Regions from separate parts of the Mus musculus genome. Here region 1 is linked to region 2. Evidence: chromatin contacts called from public HiChIP or PLAC-seq data. All regions are on one chromosome and are shown on one strand. The core of a region is the stretch at or near the end of the contact, and the rest is flanking DNA. Distances in the headings are between cores, read along the strand shown.

Region 1 (6,394 bases), core at 2,973-5,472, 77 kb before region 2:
GGTCATATTGTAATTCCCTGATGATTAAGGACATTGAAATTTTCTTTAACTGCTTCACAGCCATTTAAGATACTTCTGTTGAGAATTCTGTTTAGTTCTGTACTCCATTTTTTAATTGGGCTATTTAGACTGTTGGTATCTATCTCTTGAGTTCTTTATAAATTTGAATATTAGGCATTTGTTGGCTGTAGGTTTGGTGAAGATCCTTAACCAATCTGTAGGCTGCCATTTTGTCTTACTGATGTTGCCCTTTGCCTTGCAGAAGCTTTGAGTTTCATGGGTCCCATTTATCAATTGTTGATCTTAGAGCCTGAGCCATTGGTGTTCTGTTCAGGAAGCTGTCTCCTGTACCAATGAATTCAAGGTTATTCCTGACTTTACATTCTATCAGATTTAATGTATCCAGTTTTATGTTGAGGTCTTTGATCCACTAGAACTTGAGTTTTATGCAGAGTGATAGATATGGATCTATTTGTGTTTTTTTTACATGCAGACATCTAGTTTTCCAACTCCAAGCTTCTCTATTCTTACTTCAACACTTATTTTCATTGTCCAAGTCCATTGCCTGAGTGTTAACCATTGAACTTGTATTCCAAGAAGCAAGAAAGAAGAAACAGAAGAGCAGCCTGCTCCCTTAAAAAAAAAAAAAAAGCCAAGAACGAAAAAAACCCTTTAAATTACCATAGAGTGAGTTTCTCTTTTTTCTTTCTTTCTTTTTTTTTTTTTGTTTTTGTTTTTTGTTTTGTTTTTCAAGACAGGGTTTCTCTGTATATTCCTGGCTCTCCTAGGACTTGCTCTCCAAACCAGGCTGCTCTCCAACTTAGCGATCTGCCTGCCCCTGCATCCTGATTTCTGAAAGTAAAGAAATGCACCAAGCTCAATTCCATATATATGAACTCATTTATACTTCCATGGAAAATTGATTGTGGAACATAGTCTATTAGGTAACTGGCATATGCCAAACTAAAGGCAAAGAGTTTGGGAGTCAATTCTATATAATTGGCTATATAATTACTATATAATTCAATACAGATAAAAGATCAATAGAGAAGAAAAATCAGTAAGTGTTGAGAATAAGTATGTAAACAGATACCCACATCTACTATGAGCAATCATGATAATACTAACAATTTTAATGTATTGACTTCAATGTGCCAAATGCTCTGCTAAGTACTTTAAATACATTATCACGTGTAATAAGCACCATAGCACCAACCAGATGGATAACATTTGCCTGACTTCATAAATAAAACTTAACCGCAGGGAGGTTGAGCAACTTGAAAGGCAGTAGCTTCTAAGTGGAAGATTGTAATCAAATCTCAGGCCTACATGATTCCAAACTCTGCCTTCAAAAAATAGGATCCAGATAGCAGAAGACTTGCAATTACCTGAAAACTGTTTATAAAGCATATTCTCAGGCCTACTTCAACTCTCTAATTCAAATGCAGTTGAAGTAATATTTCAGTACAAGTAGTAAACCAAATCAAAATTAGAAAACAAGACTGCCAGGTACCCTGCACAAGTATACCAGAGACAGAGCAATAAACAGACTTTTTCTTCAGGAAAAAAGTTGTGTCATAATACAGGGCAAATCTTTACACCAAGTGTTTGTATGGTTTTTGTAACGTGATGATTTCCAAATAACACAGAAACTGCAGTAGTTAATTTTATTCTTATCAAGAGACAAGAACCAGTTGGTGTTCGTGACCCCCATGCAGTCTTAGAAGGGTCTTTAGGAGTTTGCCTTTTCACTCTACTTTTCTCCTTTATCAAAATTAGCAGTTTCTCTCTTTCCTTATGCCCCTCATCAAACTCGTTTAATTCTTTTGCAGTGAAAATACTATATTGGTGGTATCCTTTCCTCAACTGGTAGTAATTTAATACATTTTAAATGTTTGTTTGTTTGTTTGTTTTTCGAGATAGGGTTTCTCTGTATAGCCCTGGCTGTCCTGGAACTCACTCTGTAGACCAGACTGGCCTTGAACTCAGAAATCCGCCTGCCTCCGCCTCCCAAGTGCTGGGATTAAAGGTGTGCGCCACCATGCCCAACTAATACATTTTTTAATTTGTAAATTTTTTAACATCATAAGGTCTTCCTGACATTATTTTAAGAGCTCCACCCCAGCTCTATTTGCCCATTTGTCAATAATTTTTCTAGGCAGTTTTGCTGGATAAAAGAAACAATGAATACCAAACTGAAACAACACACCTGGAAAAAATACTGTCAATCTTATTTTATTAAATTTCTGTTATAAAAATGGTCACTGTCAAATATTTCCAGGGAGGTAACTGAAATGTTCTTGGTATTGAACTGTTAATATGATGAAGTTTTTGGACAAAAGTCTTAATGATCTATAAGGCTCTAATCCAGGTTCTGCCTCCCCCCCCCCTTCAGTTCTTTGTAACTCAAATCAACATATGCACTCTCCATCCTCTCTAGGCCCACTCCTGAACCCAGATGATTTTGATTTGGTGATTCACCCATATGCCTGGGCAGATCCTACACCCAGCCTTGACATGGCCTGTGAAATCCTGTTCTCAGAGTTGACTCAAATCTTTCCTTTCCCATGAGGTGGGTGTAACTATGAATTAAACTTAAATGTAACACACACACACACACACACACCCCGAGGGATTATTTTCACTCATTTAATTCATACATATTGTATTGTGTTGGTATTTGAAATACGGACTGTTATCCCTAACTTCTTTGCTTCTCTATGTCTGTGCCTGATTATATTTTACTACATATCTTATCCTTAAATGACATTTCTTATCAAAATCCAGATAAACAGCAAAATCATTATCAGTGTTTTATCAGTGTTTTAAACCCATTTCCTTCTGCTTAGTCCAAGACCTTAAGGCATTTTACTTGGGGAGTTTTCTTTATTAAACAAATGCTTTTTTTTTTTAAACAAATGCTTTATACCTTATTTTTTTCATTTACTGTAAAAGCTTTAAAGTTATGCCAAAACACATTGTGATATTCCCAAAAATCTTGTCAATCCTCTTACTCTAAGCTTCCTACTTACTCTAGTGTTTTTGACATATATAATCCTTTTTCAAGAGTTGATCAGTTCCGAGGAACAGCTCTGCAAAACTGTGTGCAGTTCTAAACCAAAATCTGCTACTGTATGTTTTATAATCCTCCTACCGTTTTCCTCTCTCAAATGTGTTGTGTGTTATCATGAGACAGACAAGCAGAACAGAACTGCTTTATAAAAAGGCTTTAGAGAATGACAGCAAGCAGTTTCTCGGTCAGTTATTAAGTCAAATCATAAAAGTCATTACTACGTAGCCAAAAAAAGGAAAGTGGATTATTTTCCAATGAATAGAGGTGAAATCTGTTAATTAAATCTGTCCTGTCAAAGGTTTGTTAAGCAAACTGCCTAAAGTTGACACACGCACCTTCAGCAGGTGTTTCCAAACTGTCAGTAGCTAACTCCCACAGTAAGAAATTTACTGATGAACCATAAGCAAGCATCTGCTTCAAAGAATCAAATGTTGTTTTGTTGGTTTTTGTTATTGTTGTTTTGGTTTGAGATAGGGCTCCTCTGTGTAGTATTGGCTGTCCTGGACCTTGTGACCAAGCTGGTCTTGAACTCACAGAGATGCACCTGCCTCTGCCTTCCGAGTGCTGAGGTTAAAGGCGTGTACCACCACCGCCAGAGAATCAAATGTTGTTAAAGGGAACTTTCAAGAACATATATGAGACTCCATGAATGGGAGACCAAAGTTAGTTTAGGAACTGCGTGTAAAAGGAATCTACTCTCAAAAAATTTCTCCCAGGGCCTCGGTAGCATGCTTTTTGCTGCAAACCTAATATAAGCACAGGTTGGCCGAACCAATTAGGCCTTACTTTTCCAGCAGCTAGCTTAAGATTTTTGTTTCCTTCGTCGCTGTACAAGGTCATTAAAATAATTTTTATTTTTGCCGGGCGCAAAGAAAACTGGCCAACAGCAAAGACCTGCTTTAACTCGAGTTCAAGTTAAACCCCAATTAGTTACACGGTGTTGCGCAGGCGCTGCATTTGCCAACTCTGACGCTCCGCAAACCTCTTCAAGGAACCCTTTGCGCCTGCTCCGTGGCCAATAGGTGGCTGGTCCAGAGACAAGGAAGTGGTCAGCGCGCCTGCGCCGCCCCTTCTGTGGGTGGGGGGCGGCTCCGGCGGGTTGCGCAGGCGCACACGTACCTTTTTGACCGTAAACATCCTGCCGATTTGAACCGAGGATTTGGGCGGCCGGAAGAGCCGCGCCGTAACGGCCGCCATCTTGTTTGTTTGAGTGAATCGGAAAAGGAGGCGGCGGCCGTGGCGGTGGCGGGAGCAGCTCCGAGGCTACACCGCACAAGGGCTCCCCCTCTCCCCGCCCCCTCCCCTGACCCTTCCCCCCCTCCCCGGGCCACCCACCCCTCCCGGCTCCCCGCCGAGATCCAGGTAAGCGATCGGGCCGACCCCTCCTCGGGCTCTGGCTCCCTCCCCGGTGCTCTGCCCCGCCGGGTTGCTCCCGGGGCGCGGGCTCCGCGGCCCGCAGTTGCGGTGCGAGGCGGCCGGCGTTGCGGCCCCCGAGTGCTGCCAGCTCCCGGGCAGCGCCCGGCGACCCCGCGCTCTCCGGGCCCCCTACGTCCCGGGGCCGCCCTCGCCTGGGGGGGTTCCTCGCTGCCCCGGGGCCGTGCACCGCGCCTGCTGACTTCCTAATGGTTCCGCCGCAGTCCAGGGCCCACAAAAGCGACCCTCGGCCGCGCGGAGGTGGGACAGCGGGATCCCGGGGCTGACGGGGAGAGAAGGGGAGGTTTGAACGAGCCCGCTCTCGGAGCTGGCCGCCCCCTCGGGGGGGAAGATGGCTGTCTGCAAAGACGCGGGACTCAGGGCGGGAGCCGTCAGGGAGACTCCTGGGCGGGCGGGCGCGGTGCATCGGGTGTGGAGTCCGGGGTCCGGGTCGCGCCAGGCGTGTGCTGGCCGCAGGGATCGTGGACTCACTCGCCTGTTCTTCTGTCTCCCTCAACCGGATTTCTCTATAATGTATATATTTGTGTGTTGGGCATCTCAGAAATTGGACCGGCTGTTTTAAAACACGATCGAATAACATTGCTTCCAAGAACATGAGTGTAGCTGGTATTCCCCTTAACTTTTCTAAACTTTTTTTTTTTTTTTAATTTCTTTAATGGCTAAGGATCGAGTGTTGTAGAGACGTTCCGAGGCTGGGTGCCTTTTTCGTGGCACAGAAAGGCTTTGAGTAGGCTCTGCCAGGATAGTGTAAGGTGACACTGTCGAGGTGTTCAACTAGACCAAGCGGCCTTCTTCAAATTTAAGAGGGAAACGCTGTGGACGTTTTCTTCGTGCTCTCTGATTTGTTAAGCTGTCTTCAGCGTTCCAAAACGCGTTGGTGTTTGAATGGCTTATGGAAGTGGCTTCTGTACTTCGGCTTCTCTTTACAAAGGAAAGTTAATATTTGCTCTCCTTAAACTGTATTGGAAGAGCTTCGGCGTCGTCCCGTCCCGTGCCCACCACCCCCACCAAGGGTGCAAAATCCTATTAAAAATCAAATGCCAGTGAACTGAAAGGCTGCAGGGTTTTGGAACAGACTGAAGTCGCTTTCTTAAATTGTAAATACCTTTAAGGTTGGAGGCAACTTTCTTTAAGAAGGTATTGGTGAAGGTGTGTGCCTTGTCCAGTGTTTGAATTATCTTAGAGTTTGTATAACCAAAGTTACAGAGTTGTTTAAGGAGTGGACACGGTGCTTTTTGTATTATGCACAGTAAATTGGGAATTTCTTTTCAGACTTAGCAAAACATGCAGATTCTGAGAGAGTTATACTTGGGTAGTTGGGAAAACTTAATTCTTATTCTTTTTTTTTTTTTTTTTTTTTTTTTTTTTTGGTTTTTCGAGACAGGGTTTCTCTGTATAGCCCTGGCTGTCCTGGAACTCACTTTGTAGACCAGGCTGGCCTCGAACTCAGAAATCCGCCTGCCTCTGCCTCCCAAGTGCTGGGATTAAAGGCATGCGCCACCACGCCCGGATGAAAACTTAATTCTTGAGAAATATATTTTGTTTTCCATCCTACCTTAAAGGTGTGAATATTCTAACTGGGCAAGTTGATTTTTGAGACTTCTGTTTGAATCTGCTTTTGAGACTACATGTGCTGTTCCGTTTAATTGTCATTATCCCTAAAGAATATTATGTTGACTTTGTAGTTGATATAAAGTCAGGCTTGTGTTTTGTTATTGTTGTTAGGAGAGGTGAGGAAATCCGATTATGTACCCCAGGCTGCCCTTGAAGATCCTCCTGCCTCAGGCTCAGGACTCCTAGGATGATGGACACCAAGGCCAGGCTAAACTTCAGACATGAAATGACTTCTTAACCATTGCAAATAACCAAGTAAAGAAGGAGTTTAAA
Region 2 (6,215 bases), core at 1,005-3,504:
CTCTCTCAGCTTCAGGCTTGTGGGTTAAGATATGAGCTCTCACCTTGCTGTTCCTGCTGCCGTCTCTCCCCCCTCACACATACGATGACGACCTCTTATCCCTCAGAAACTGTGATTCCAAATAAGTTTTTCTTGTATAAGTTGCCTTGATCACGATGTTTTATCACAGCAGTAAAAAAGTAACCAATGCCGATTTCCTCCATTGTCACTGTAAGAAGTATTACTGAATGTATCTCTGTGTGTGAGTGATTATTAAATTATCTTCAGACCTGCTTGAAATGTCTACTCCCCATACAGCTTTCTCTAAGCTCCCGAGAAGATGACTTAAAAAAAACATGTAAGGAAATAAATGTATTTACTTATCTACAGTATCTTGCCAAACCTAGTGAGAGGAAGGCCGCATATTCTACAATCAAAGGGCTTTGTGGGTGGTAGGAGTTTTATCACAACACTAATCTCAGTGTAATAAAATTCACTCTTTACATATCTGCTTTCCCAAGTGCATCACAAATGCCATGAGGGGAGGCTGTAACTTACTCATTAATGACTCCCAATCCATGTAGGTGTTCAGAAAAATGAATATAGACACACATACCTGAACAGACTCCATGTGGGCATCAGCCTTCAAAATAATACCCTGGGAAAGAGGATGTTTGTTGTACTGCTGAAACTCTCTATAATTCCCAATTTTAAAAATAATATCTTCAAACAAGTTTCCAAAGCACACAAGAGCACAAGAAATATTATTGTATTTCCCTGTTCCCTTTCCTCTTCGAAGAGTCTATTCTCTAAAAAGTTTCTTATGGCTAAGTGCACCCAAGAATCGTAAGTCACCACCCTCAAGGTACAAATGCTGTCTCGATGCCTCCCTGTATTTTAATCCCGTGAAGCCACAGTGATTCCACTCTGCCCCTCAGGCCCCTTCTGTCGCAAGCTCCTTTGATTTTGAGATCATTTTTGTATGATTCTGGATCATTCCTATCTGTGGCTTTTAAAGAGCCCTTCATACAACTGCAAAACAGCTGCCTTCCCTTTTCCCTACATTGTAGTCAACACTTAGAATTCATGGATTTTACATCCTATCTATCTGCCTTTCATCTATCTATCTATCTATCTATCTATCTATCTATCATTTATCTACTTATCTGTAGGAGATGTAGTATGACAAGATTTTTTTCCTGAGGAGATACAATATGCATGTCTCCTCATCCCAGACACTGAGTCCACAATAGGCCAAAGTATGGATACCACCTGAAGTGATTGTATTGTGAAGGTATTGGCTTGGGACCTCCAAGACAAAGTTCTCAACCCAAAGGAGATTTATTTCCTGAGAAGGACAAAGGACAGGGAATAAGAGACAAGGACAGGAGGTAGAGGACAAGGGAGAAGAGGAAGGGAATGGGGGGGGGGGAAGCAGAGGACAAGGGAGAAGAGGAAGGGAATGGGGGGGCAGAGGACAAGGGAGAAGAGGAAGGGAATGCGGGGGGCAGAGGACAAGGGAGAAGAGGAAGGGAATGAGGAAGGGGGCAGGGTTATTTGTTCTGGAGTGGGACAAAGGATTGCCTATGGATAGAGAAACACAGACATGGCACATAGGAAAATAGCAGTTTATAAAGGTAAAAGAGGAAACCCCATGCTAAGATGAGGTGTTTAATCTTGATTGGGCATGTTAATTAGGTAAGTCAAAGGTGGATTTGCTTGCAAGTCTCCAATACTTTGATAGATAGACCTTGGTAGTCAGCCTCAAGGAGAGAAAGTGGCCAAATAAGGGAATGAACTGTGGTGGGTTTAGCTTTAGGAATTTAATCTAGGGGCTGGAGAGATGGCTTAGTGGTTAAGAGCACTGACTCTTCTTCCAGAGGTACTGAGTTCAAATCCCAGTGTGGCTCTCAACCATCTGTAATGGGATCCGATGCCCTCTTCTTGTGCATCTGAAGACAGCTACAGTGTACTCATATACATAGAATAAATAAAAATTTTAAGGAGTTTAATCTAACAATTTTTAGCAAGGCAGGAGGGGTTGGGGAGAAGGTCAAGGCCTGCCAGAGCCATATTTGCCATGCTCGGGCTAGCTGGAGTCCCTGCATCACCGAAGTCCAATTTGGCGAACCAATGAGAGTTCTGAGGGTTACTTACAGGAATGTAGGTGAAGGGTGACTAACAGCATCAAAAATGACTCAAAGACAGCCTCATCACCCAGGCCTACTAGCAAAGGTGACAGCTCACAAAAACCAGAGTGCACTGCACAGCCTGCGGGCAGCTCAACAGGTTGGAGAGTCCCTTTTCCAAGGGAGTCAGTCTGTCTGACTCCTCCAGGCAGCCTGGCTTGTCTCAGAGGGTTCTTTGCAGTTTGACTATATTGCTTCCTCCGAGAGGGAGGGAGCCTAATGAAATCTGGGAGTTTCAGGGACTTCCTGAAACTATTTTGAGGTGTTACCCTCTGGCTTAAGGATCTTCCCTACAGGATGAAATGTTTCAACCTAGGAGGAAATGTAGCGGGAAATATTTAAAAAGCCACCATCCCGAGCTAGCGCCAGCTACTCTCTGGCCCCCGTGATCTCACTGCCTTCATGGCTAGCCCCATGCAGCGACCACCTATCTTGTGGTTCTCTTGCTGTGGATTCTGCTCCCATTCCCTGTGGTTAGCAGTCACAAATCCCAGGAACCTGGTAAAATCAAAACTCTAAAGGCTTTTAAAATATCAGTCAGATTGATATTAGTAAATTCTCAACCCACAAAACACCCGCACAATGAACTCACAACTCAATTGATATAAACACAAGCTACACACCTAGATGGGGTAGATGCATCCGAATTATTAGTTAGTTAGTCATCTATCTAAGAAATCCCCAACACTTATGGCTCCCAGGACTGTGTGGGTCCAGCTCCTCTTCCTCTCCTTTAGGTTCCATCTTATCTCTTCCTCTCCTTCCCTTCTCCTCTCCTCTCTGTCCCTCTGTCCTAGACTCTAAAATTCTCAGTCCCCTTCTTTTTCCACTGCCCAATCACGGGCTCTCACTTTGTCTTGTACCTACCCTCGCTGCATATAGGCAGCCATCCACAAAGAAACTGACACACAACAAGCATACATTTCCTTCCGTCATTCGAGGCCTAGAGTTTGAACTCAGGTCCTTAGGGTAGGAAGCAGTCACCTTTACTATCAGCTAGTGGGCCCAGCATTCATCTTTTAAATAAAAGCCTCTCTAACCATTGCGGGGTGATATCTTATGGTTGTCTTCATTTGCCTTTGCCTAAGGATTAGTGATGTGCCAGCTGGCCATCTGAATAAATGCCATTTCGTATGCTTTGTCCATCCATAAAGTTTTGTGTCTTATCTTCTATGTATGCGTGTTTTGTCTGCGTGTATATAAACGCATCGTGGATGTACCTTGTACCCAAGGAAGCCAGGGGGGGGGGGGCTTCAGATCTTCTGTAACTGGAATTACTTAAGGTTGTGAACCGCCATGTGGGAGTTGGGAATAGAAATCTGATCCTTTAGAAGAGCACCCAGCGCTCTTAATTACTGAGCCATCTCTCCTGCCCACTTTCTGCATTTTTAATGGAATGATTTGTTTTCTTACTGTTGAGTTTTTTAACTAGGTCTGATTATGATTTGACCCTTTGGTCTGTAGAAGTGTTTCTGTTTGACCTCCCTCTTGTCTACACTTCCTACTGTTGCTTGTGCCTTTGTGGTTCTAGCCAATAGATTTGCCCAAGCCAGGAAACCAAGTAGTTTATGTGTATTAACTCAAAGAAGGCTGTTTGAGATGGGTTTAAAACATGGCTTATACATTCACTCCTGATCATTTTCAACTCATAAAAGCTCTCGCTTCTTTTGGCGCTCTCTTCATATAGGGCAATGTCTACTTTTCACCAAGGGACTCATTCTCTTTGTGTCTACTATGGGCTGAATCGTTACTCCTGCAAGGTCATAAGCTGAGGCCCTCAACCCAGTGCCTCAGAGTGTAGCTGTGTTTGCAGATAGGGTCTCCGGGTCTCTAAAGGGTTGATTCAGTTAACACATGGTCCTTATAAAAAATAAGAGTGTAAATCTGACATGATTGGTGCACACAAAGGGAAGTGAAGACCTGGGGAGGTGGTGGCCCTCTGCAAGCCATGGGAAGAGGCTTCAGAAGTCACCAACATTATTAACATCTTGTTGTCAAACTTTTACCACTTGGAGCTGTAAGAAAATTACATTTGTTATTTAATCCACATAGTCTCTTATACCTGGTGTAGCAGCTATGGCAAACAAATACAATACCTCACTGTTAAAACTCTAAGGGAGTGAATATGATAGGTCCAAGTTGATGATTAAGGCCTCTGCTAAATAAAGCTTAGAACAAACCACAATATCACCAACCCATAGGATGCGCTCTTCTGAACAAATGCTCTCCCCCTAGCCAATTTGCTTTGTCCAGGGTGTATGAGAGCCAGGAGATACGCGATACAAGCTAACCCCAATGGCAATGTATATTTAAGTATCCATCCTTGCCAAAACGGTAAGGACTTAGAACACCTTCCATTGCTAGGAAACTGGAAGCTTAGCAAGCCTACTAAGTTTGGACCTTTATTTAAGATTTCTTTCAATGGACCAAGGCAGAGCTAGCAAAACACACAAGCGTGCATATGTCAAGAAATATGCAACTTCTATCACTTGCCTGCTGCTCCATTCCAAGCCTCCATCACTACACCTGGCACCTGCTAAGAACTTAAGTAACATGTCCACTTCATATGGACGGCAACATCCAACCAGAGACTCTTTTAGTGGGTATAATTCCAAACAGCAGAAACCTTGGACAAGTCTTGCGATGGCTGTTGGGTCAAAAGATCCATACATCGAGAAATATACTCTGAAATTTGCGCTTAGCAGATTCTTCTGAATTCGTCTTGAATGTACAGTTACAAATAAGAGAATGGTGACAGGGCGATTCGTAGGGGAGGCTGGAGCTCCCCCTAGGGGCGGAGATGAGGTATCTCTAAAAATGCCGTGAGGTTCAGATAGGTAATTTCTTATTTTTGAAGGAGATAAAACCTAACCTTATGTGGCAGCATTGTTGAAAGAACCTCAAAGGATGAAAGATCTAATGATAAATCTTTGGTTACAAATCCATCCAAAAAGCCATCTACCAAACATCAAGATGTAAGATACAAGATATTTGAATATTAAAGTTGAAATTTATTAATTTTTTGGGTTGTTTTTTTTTTTTTTTTGAGACAAGGTTTTCCTGTGTAGCACTGTCTGTCTGTCCTGAAACTCACTCTGTAGACCAGGCTGGCCTCGAACTCAGAGATCACCCTCGCTCTGCTTCACAAGGGCTGGAATTAAGTGTGTGTGCCACCACCAACTGGCTTGAAATTTATTAATTCTTTTAACACCTATTTTTTTTTTTTGTGGGGTCTTGGATGAGAACATGAAAACGCAAGCGATGTGTGGGTACTGAGATTAGCAAACAGCTTGCACGAGTAAGTTTCTTCTTCCACCAAGAGAATCCTGGGAATTGAACTCAAATTATCAGACTCCGTAGCAAGTACCTTTATCATAGCAGCACAAAATGGAAATTATGTAAAAACGAGTCTTTGGTATACACTGTGTAATTACAATTATTTTAATATTATACAATTTAATTTTATTACATTTTTGTGAGATATTATAATTCTGTTGAACTTCAAATGATATCTAGTCCTGACACCCCAAAATTCTAACAGTTCCAATAGTCAAGATCAAGGGCAGATTTTGGTTTTATTGTTTAATTTTTGTTGCATACATGTTTATGGGGTGGGGTCTTTTTTGCAATTTGTATTAAAAACATTTTTATTGATTCTTTGAGAATTTTATACAATGTATTTTGACCATATTCGCCCCCAACTCCTGCCCTTAACTCCTCCTAGATCCACCTCTACCTCCCCATGCCTCTCAATTCTTTGTTTTCCTTTTTATTAAAAAAAAATAGCCCATCTATTTAATTCATTCTCTTGGTGTGAGGCTAGCCACTGGAGCATGGTCGACCTACCAGGAGCACCATTTGTGGTGGTTTGAATAGAAATGGCCCTCATAGACTCATGTGTTTAAATGCCCATACGGAGTGGCACTATTAAGTGTGGCCTTATTAGAGGAGGTGTGGCCTTGTTGGAGGAGGTGTGGCCTTATTAGAGGAGGTGTGGCCTTTGTTGGAGGAGGTGTGGCCTTATTAGAGGAGGTGTGGCCTTGTTGG

Evidence for each region. HiChIP or PLAC-seq counts read pairs in DNA pulled down with a chosen protein or histone mark.
Region 1: a contact with region 2 is called in an H3K27ac HiChIP or PLAC-seq map of trophoblast stem cells, with 42 read pairs. The contact joins the promoter of Rad21 here to the enhancer-like site in region 2. A contact is called at or near these places in 8 of 39 promoter capture datasets (3T3-L1-derived adipocytes, the HPC-7 cell line, HPC-7-derived erythroid cells and 5 more), 1 of 15 datasets of contacts at CTCF or cohesin (the NIH/3T3 cell line), 13 of 484 Hi-C or Micro-C datasets (3T3-L1-derived adipocytes, the AML12 cell line, B cells and 8 more), 9 of 115 datasets of contacts at active chromatin or transcription factors (CD8 T cells, the HPC-7 cell line, the SCID.adh cell line and 3 more) and 4 of 9 other capture datasets (adipose tissue, embryonic stem cells, liver and 1 more).

Annotation. Positions count from the first base shown.
Region 1 is chr15:51,989,588-51,995,981 of GRCm38.p6, reverse strand. It overlaps Rad21 (RAD21 cohesin complex component), which reads left to right and starts at 4,222. Exons shown (of 14, transcript NM_009009.4): 1 at 4,222-4,435. It overlaps Gm52217, which reads right to left and starts at 5,007. Exons shown (of 2, transcript XM_030248881.1): 1 at 4,193-5,007; 2 at 1-852. The coding sequence starts at 4,913. The coding sequence ends at 821.
Region 2 is chr15:51,910,655-51,916,869 of GRCm38.p6, reverse strand. All of the region lies in intron 1 of Gm34678 (a long non-coding RNA gene), which reads left to right. Among named protein-coding and RNA genes, the nearest start is that of Gm34678, 4.7 kb to the left of the region's middle. Within about 2 kb of position 2,254, at least 6 of the 459 cell types and tissues checked have an H3K27ac peak or open chromatin away from gene starts, as enhancers often do. A contact at or near this core is called in trophoblast stem cells, where this site is marked.